Linked DNA regions of Arabidopsis thaliana: region 2 is linked to region 1. A link is a contact called in public targeted proximity ligation data. All regions are on one chromosome and are shown on one strand. The core of a region is the stretch at or near the end of the contact, and the rest is flanking DNA. Distances in the headings are between cores, read along the strand shown. Region 1 holds the start of BGLU18 (beta glucosidase 18). Region 2 holds the start of AT1G52620 (Pentatricopeptide repeat (PPR) superfamily protein).

Region 1 (3,157 bases), core at 473-2,972:
GAGCCAAATGCCTGATTAAAAAAAAAAAAAAAAAGAACTTATAAACAGTTAGAGTTATAATATATCACATTTTTCATTATTGTAATTATTTTACCATCCTAGGATGAAATCAAGCACACGTTCAATGGAACCTCCAACATGCTCAAGGTCTTGTGGTTCGAACCAAGCTGGACTGTGTGCAATTCCAATTTTACCTCCAGCACACTGTAAAATGTTTAACAAAATAAATGTTAGAAAACTATAAAGCAAAATAAAATAAAAACTTATAGAATGTAATTTTAGATAACCTGTTTGCAGTTTCTGAATGCGTCAACAGCGTAAGCATGCGACAAGAGTAAGTTGTGACTGACTTGATAAGCTTCGTATCCAGACCGCCCATCCTGACAATGCTGTCCATAACCGGGGATGTACGGCGAACAACGTCCCGGAGCTTTCTTTCCGTTGTCGTAACCGGCACGACTAAACACCCATGGCTCGTTAAATGTGATCCAATGTTTCACTTTGTGTCCATATTCGTGGAAAGTGAAATTCGCATATTCGGTAAAATCTTGCACGATGCGACCACTTAAGAAACCACCATATTCATCTTCCAAGTCTTGGGGAGTATCCCAATGAAAGACTGTAACTAATGGTATTATATCTAAATTTCCAAAGATCAAACATAAAATAAATTGTTAGTATATATTGATATTATGAATTTTTTATAATTAACTTTTGTTTGTGGGGGATTACTGTTTTTGAGAAGCTCATCGATGAGGTCGTGGTAGAATTGGACTCCCACTTTGCTTATTCCCTTAGACATCCTTCCATCTGTTAATTATTTCATATTTTCCAACCATCTTAAAACTATTAATAATGTGAATAATCAATTATAGCCACTAATAATCAGTTTTTTTTTTTTGTGGACCAACCACTAACAGATATATATTGATCAACTATTAAAAAAAAAAATAAACTTACGGGGGAATATTCTGGGCCACGCAATAGAAAGTCTAAAAGCATCAGTGTTAAGGTCTTTCATCAACTGGATATCTTCCTGTTAATATTCATTTTAAACTATATTATTAACCATCAAGAAAACATATTTCAATCATAAGAAAACGAAAAAAAAAAGAAGAAGATAATTAATTACCTTGTAACGATGATAGAAATCCACAGCAACATCAGCGTTATGATTTTCACATCTATCTGGAAAATGTGTTTAAACATTCATATATCGATAAAATGTAAAGTATCCCACTCAATACGAAAAAAAAAACAATTACATACGTGGGAACTTCTTAGTGAAAGTATCCCACATGCTTGGACCTCTGCAACCTTCATTAACAGCTCCTTCAACCTATATTACAACCACATAGTAATAAATAAATGATCACTAACCATAAAACGATTTTTACCCAAAACAAATTAAAATCATATGATCTAAGAAATAAGAGTGGACCTGAAATGCTGCTGTTGCGGTTCCCCAAATGAAGCCTTCAGGGAAGTTTAATCTGCTAAATTTGTCAGGCAGGCCTGCACCGCAAACAGGTCCTTGGGCTTTGGTCGGAGCTCCGACCAGAGTTAGAACCAGAGCTAACCCTAACACTAAATGAACCTTCTCGAACCTCACCATTATTGGGTGGTCTCTCTCTCTAGTTTCCTCACTCTTTTTTTCTCTCTAGCTAAAGATATTGGTGTAGGAATTTGTTGAGGATGAAATGAAGGAGAGCTCATGGTTATATAGAGAGTTGTGTCAGTGTTATAGTGTGTGTGAAATGTGTTTCAGTATCATTACCAAAACTTCTGATATTAAATTAAGTTAGGTTAATACAGTTAACTAGTTAGTAGCACGTGATTCTTTATAAGGGTACCTGAACCAAATAGAATCCCATTTTTTCAATTTTCTTTCCAAGTGGCAGCAAATAATTAATAACGAATTGTTGTTTGCCTATTTTGTATTTTGATTAAGTTATTAACAGTTTAATTTAATAACACGAATGGTTTACTTAGCTTTGTATACTATGCGATTATTTCTTAAAACTTTTTTTAGCACTCATTAACTATTTTTATAGTCACTACTTAGTACATTAGCATTAATTATCACACGAATAGTTACTTGTATAGTAGTACGATATATTTTTTATTATTTTTTATAAGAAAAGAACATGCATAAAATGACTTGCTTGTTTGTAAGAAACTAGGGAAACTATATAGCAAGTTTCTCTAATGAGGAAAGTGGTTGTTGAACGCTTTCACGTCGGACTCATATCTTTTATTTAATGAAATTTCTTGCTGGTTGTAAAATTGCAAGTAAGGAAAATGAATGTGGAGTTCATTTAAGTTACAGAAATATTCAGAAAACAAAAATGAAAATTGCATGAAAAAGGAATTTATACAATTATTAAGACAGTTCTCAATAATTGAGCTATTGTTCACTATATCAATTTTCAGTGATCTCCATGTGCCTCAACACACCATCCACATTTCAAGCTTCACACTTTACTCTGCTTTCTAGTGATTTTTTTTTTTATTTTGATAAAAAAAATTTAGTTTTACTTTTGTCTCATTTAATCAGTAAATTAATTTTGAAAAATAGTTCTAATTAACCATAAAACTGCTTTGTTTGTAGATATTATCGATATAAACTGTTAGCCTTGAATCTTACTATCTATTTACATTTAATCAAAAACTCAATACGTAAATATATGAATGAAGAACCAAATTTCCAATTGCAAAACTGATATTTCTGCCCCACAAATTTATAGTTTTAGACTTTTAGTTCTTGACTTAAAATGTAACTACTTAAGAATCTTTTTTCTTTTTTTTTGACAGCAACTACTTAAGAATCTATTGTGGTATTAATAATATATATAAAAAAAAACTTATCTATGTTATCTTAATTTATTATATTATTATGATTAACCTTAACTTCGAGTTTTTAAATACCGGTAATAAAGTACTTCTATAAGAGATGATTTAAATAGTTTAAATCAGAGTTACTTTGACACATATATAGATGCAATTTCAATTATATCGACTTTTTTGAAATTGATTTGCCATTATCGAAGCCTTTAGTCATTGGCTTTCAACAAAACTCTATTTCTCTACCACGAAAAAATTCGGATTTCAGTTTATAGATCAATCATATATATACCAAAATCGTAATGCAACTTCA
Region 2 (3,157 bases), core at 438-2,937, 89 kb before region 1:
ACAAGGTGTTCTTCATTCATCCTATTCATGCACGCCAATGCCTCATCCAACATTCCAGATCTGCAAAACCCTTTTATCATAGCATTGTGGTGCACGACATCAACCTTCACACCCTTTTCGACTGAGAGACTGAAAACTTTCCTTGCCTCATCAAAATCACCACTTCTGATGAATCCATCTATGAGCGTGGCATAAACATAAGCATCTGGTAAGATATTCCGGTCAAGCATCTCCGAGAAGAGGAGTTTGGCAGGTAAAAACCTACCGGTCTTGCACAATCCACTCATCAACATATTGTAGATGGCGGCATCCGGTGAAACTCCTCTATCTATCAATTTAACTTTCATATTAACTGCATCATCCATATGGCCTGAAACAACAAGACCATGGATAAGAATTCCATACGTAACTATATCTGGTTTGCATCCTCTTTCAGCCATCTGTAGAAGCAACTTAGAAGCAATATCATACTCTTTACTTTTGCAATAGGCTTGTATCAGAGGGGCATAGCTTAAATTGTTTGGAATCAACCCTTTCTTTGATGCTTCATCCAAAAACCCAACAGCGACCTCCTTTTTCCCTTCTTTACACAAGCGATTAATCAAAATGTTATATGTTGCTACATCAGGCTTGCAGTCATTAGCTATTATCCATCCTATACTCTCAGCAGGATCAACCTTATAACCGTGCCTATACTTAGCATCAATGATATTATTAAGGAACCAAACACTAACCCTTAAACCCCTTTCTTTCACTTCACTCAAAAGTCGATCACTCGCCACAAAATCCCCTTCCTTGCAGAACCCGTTAATCATTGTACCAAAAGTTTCCAAAGTAGGCATAAATCCCTTCAACTTCAACTCCTTGAAAACTAAATACGCATTTTCGATATCGCCCAGCTTGCAGTATCCACCAATGATTGTGTTGTAGAACACAATATTCGGAATACAACCTTTACCCCATCGACCTTCAATCAGCTTTCTACCTACTTCTACCTTTCCTTCATTACACATACCCTTGACCAATATACAAGTACTGTAATTATCAACACTATCACCTCTATCACACATTTCGTCATACACCTTCCGTGCATCTCCAAGTCTCCTACTTTTCACCAATAAACTCAACAACGAGTTACAAGCAATAACATCAGGCACAGAATCATATAACTCAACAACATAATCATAAATCTCCACTGCTTTACTTAAACTTCCAGATTCAGCATAAGCGTGAAGAACATGACTCAATGCTTCATGTGTAAGCTTCACATTTTCGTTTCTGAGATTACCCAACACATCTTCAATCTCATTGAAGATCCTATACCTCGCTAAGAGCTTCAGAAACGAAGAACAAGCGAACCCATTAGAAAAGAACTCATCTTTCTTCTCACTCGATAGCCAATCAAAAAGCTTAACGCCGATTTCAACATCCTGGATTCGATCGAATACGAAAGGTGAAATGTCGACAAAGCGGACTTCTTCATCAGCGAAGCAATCGTCGAGAATTTGAGACCAGTTTTGTTGGGTTTTGAGGATGGATACAGTGTCGCTGACTAGTTTCTTGATACGGGGAGTAATCGGAAGATGAGATCGGAAGGAATTAGATGCATGAGGATTGGAGAGAGGTTTGATGCGAGAGAGAAGGGTTTTAGACATTACAGACGACGGTGAGTGGTTTCGTCGTCAACGGCGTTTGATTCAGAAGTAGAGAGGAATCAGTTAGGGGTGGGGAAGAAGAGAGAGAACCGGAATAAACCAAACCAAACCAAACCGAAATCGAACCAACTCTGTTTATGAAACACTCTCATTACGTTTTCTTTTGAATTATACCGAATCGACTTTTAAAGAAAAGCTAACTAAATAGCACCAAATGGAGTTATAAATTGTTTTGTTCTATAAGTTGATAAGACCGATGGTTGGTTATTAGTTATCATCAATTGATTACGCTGAATATCTGAATTTTGTCTGTGTATCATCAATCAATTGATTGCTTGGTCAGGATCTATCGTCGTAGAGCCGGTGAGTCGGAGAGTCGAGTTTTCTGGGAGGTTTGTGGCGGGTTTGGTGAGTCGACGGTGAGGTGCATCGTCGGAAATTGGTTTCTTCCGATGGTGGTTTTCAATCCTTCTTCTATGCCTCAAAGTCGTGGACCTTGAAACCACCGGATCTAGTGCGAATGGTTCTCTGCCACTGGGAATCAACAAGTTCCGAGCTTCCGTTCTATTTTCTGGTGACATTTTCCGATCTCTTTTTTGTATCTGTTTCCAAGTTTGTATGGCCCAAGGCCCAGTCCATTGAGATTTAAAAAAAAAAAAAAAAAAAAAAACTTTTTGGATCTATTGAAGATACATGGCCCGGTTAACATTGGTTATCCTGATCTTTGTTTGATGTTCTAATTAATCATGTATATAAGTAACTACATATGTATAAGCTTAGAGAACCAACTCTGTTTATGAACCACTCTCAATTTATGGATTCTTCGCCCATTCCACACACTTGCCTTGCCTAATTCTTTTTTTAATTAAATATTACCATATTTGAATTCCAATACATAAACTATTATATTAAAATATTTTTACTAACGTAATAGGTCAATTTTTTATTTTATTTTTTGTGCACCACGTAATAGGTCAATTAAACTGTGAATCACCATGACCGTCAAATAATCATATCTATTTTACTTTGATTACGTAAAATATCTGAATTTTATTTCTTCACATCGTGTGTAAATTCTTTTTGGATCAGCAAGATTGTTTTGTCTTTTGTCCATATGTGCCACGTGGACCAACGCGTCTGTCACCGTTAGTCACTGAATCTTTTGAGCCTTACAAATCAAATTATATGTTGTTATATAGTCCAATAATTTTTTTCATAATTTGAAAACTTCTCTTAAAGGATTTGTTTTCACTAGTATCTACAAGTATTGAAATTTAAGTGAACAAAACTTCAGTATTTTGTTTTAAAATCCTGGCTCCAATCATATTAAGCTTAGGTTGGTTTGTTGTAATTAGCTAAAGAAAAGTAATGACAATATCGAGTTAATAAACAAAATAAAAATAGGGTGGCATAATTCTAGTGAAAAAATTGCAGTATAACGTTTTTTTCCACTTGATGCATTGAATCACAATCGGAGCCGAAGTGTTTGTGAAATTATCTAA

The links.
Region 2: a targeted proximity ligation map of shoot shows a contact between it and region 1, with 11 read pairs. A contact is called at or near these places in 1 of 26 Hi-C or Micro-C datasets (vegetative nucleus) and 1 of 2 datasets of targeted methods (shoot).

The regions. Positions count from the first base shown.
Region 1 is chr1:19,513,708-19,516,864 of TAIR10.1, reverse strand. BGLU18 (beta glucosidase 18) reads right to left here and starts at 1,722. Exons shown (of 13, transcript NM_001198275.1): 1 at 1,442-1,722; 2 at 1,270-1,339; 3 at 1,133-1,188; 4 at 961-1,036; 5 at 733-810; 6 at 288-640; 7 at 95-204; 8 at 1-11. The coding sequence starts at 1,615.
Region 2 is chr1:19,602,326-19,605,482 of TAIR10.1, reverse strand. It overlaps AT1G52620 (Pentatricopeptide repeat (PPR) superfamily protein), which reads right to left and starts at 1,687. Exons shown (of 1, transcript NM_104140.3): 1 at 1-1,687. The coding sequence starts at 1,655. AT1G52618 reads right to left here and starts at 2,336. Exons shown (of 1, transcript NM_001084236.3): 1 at 1,740-2,336. The coding sequence starts at 2,236. The coding sequence ends at 1,979. It also overlaps AT1G52615.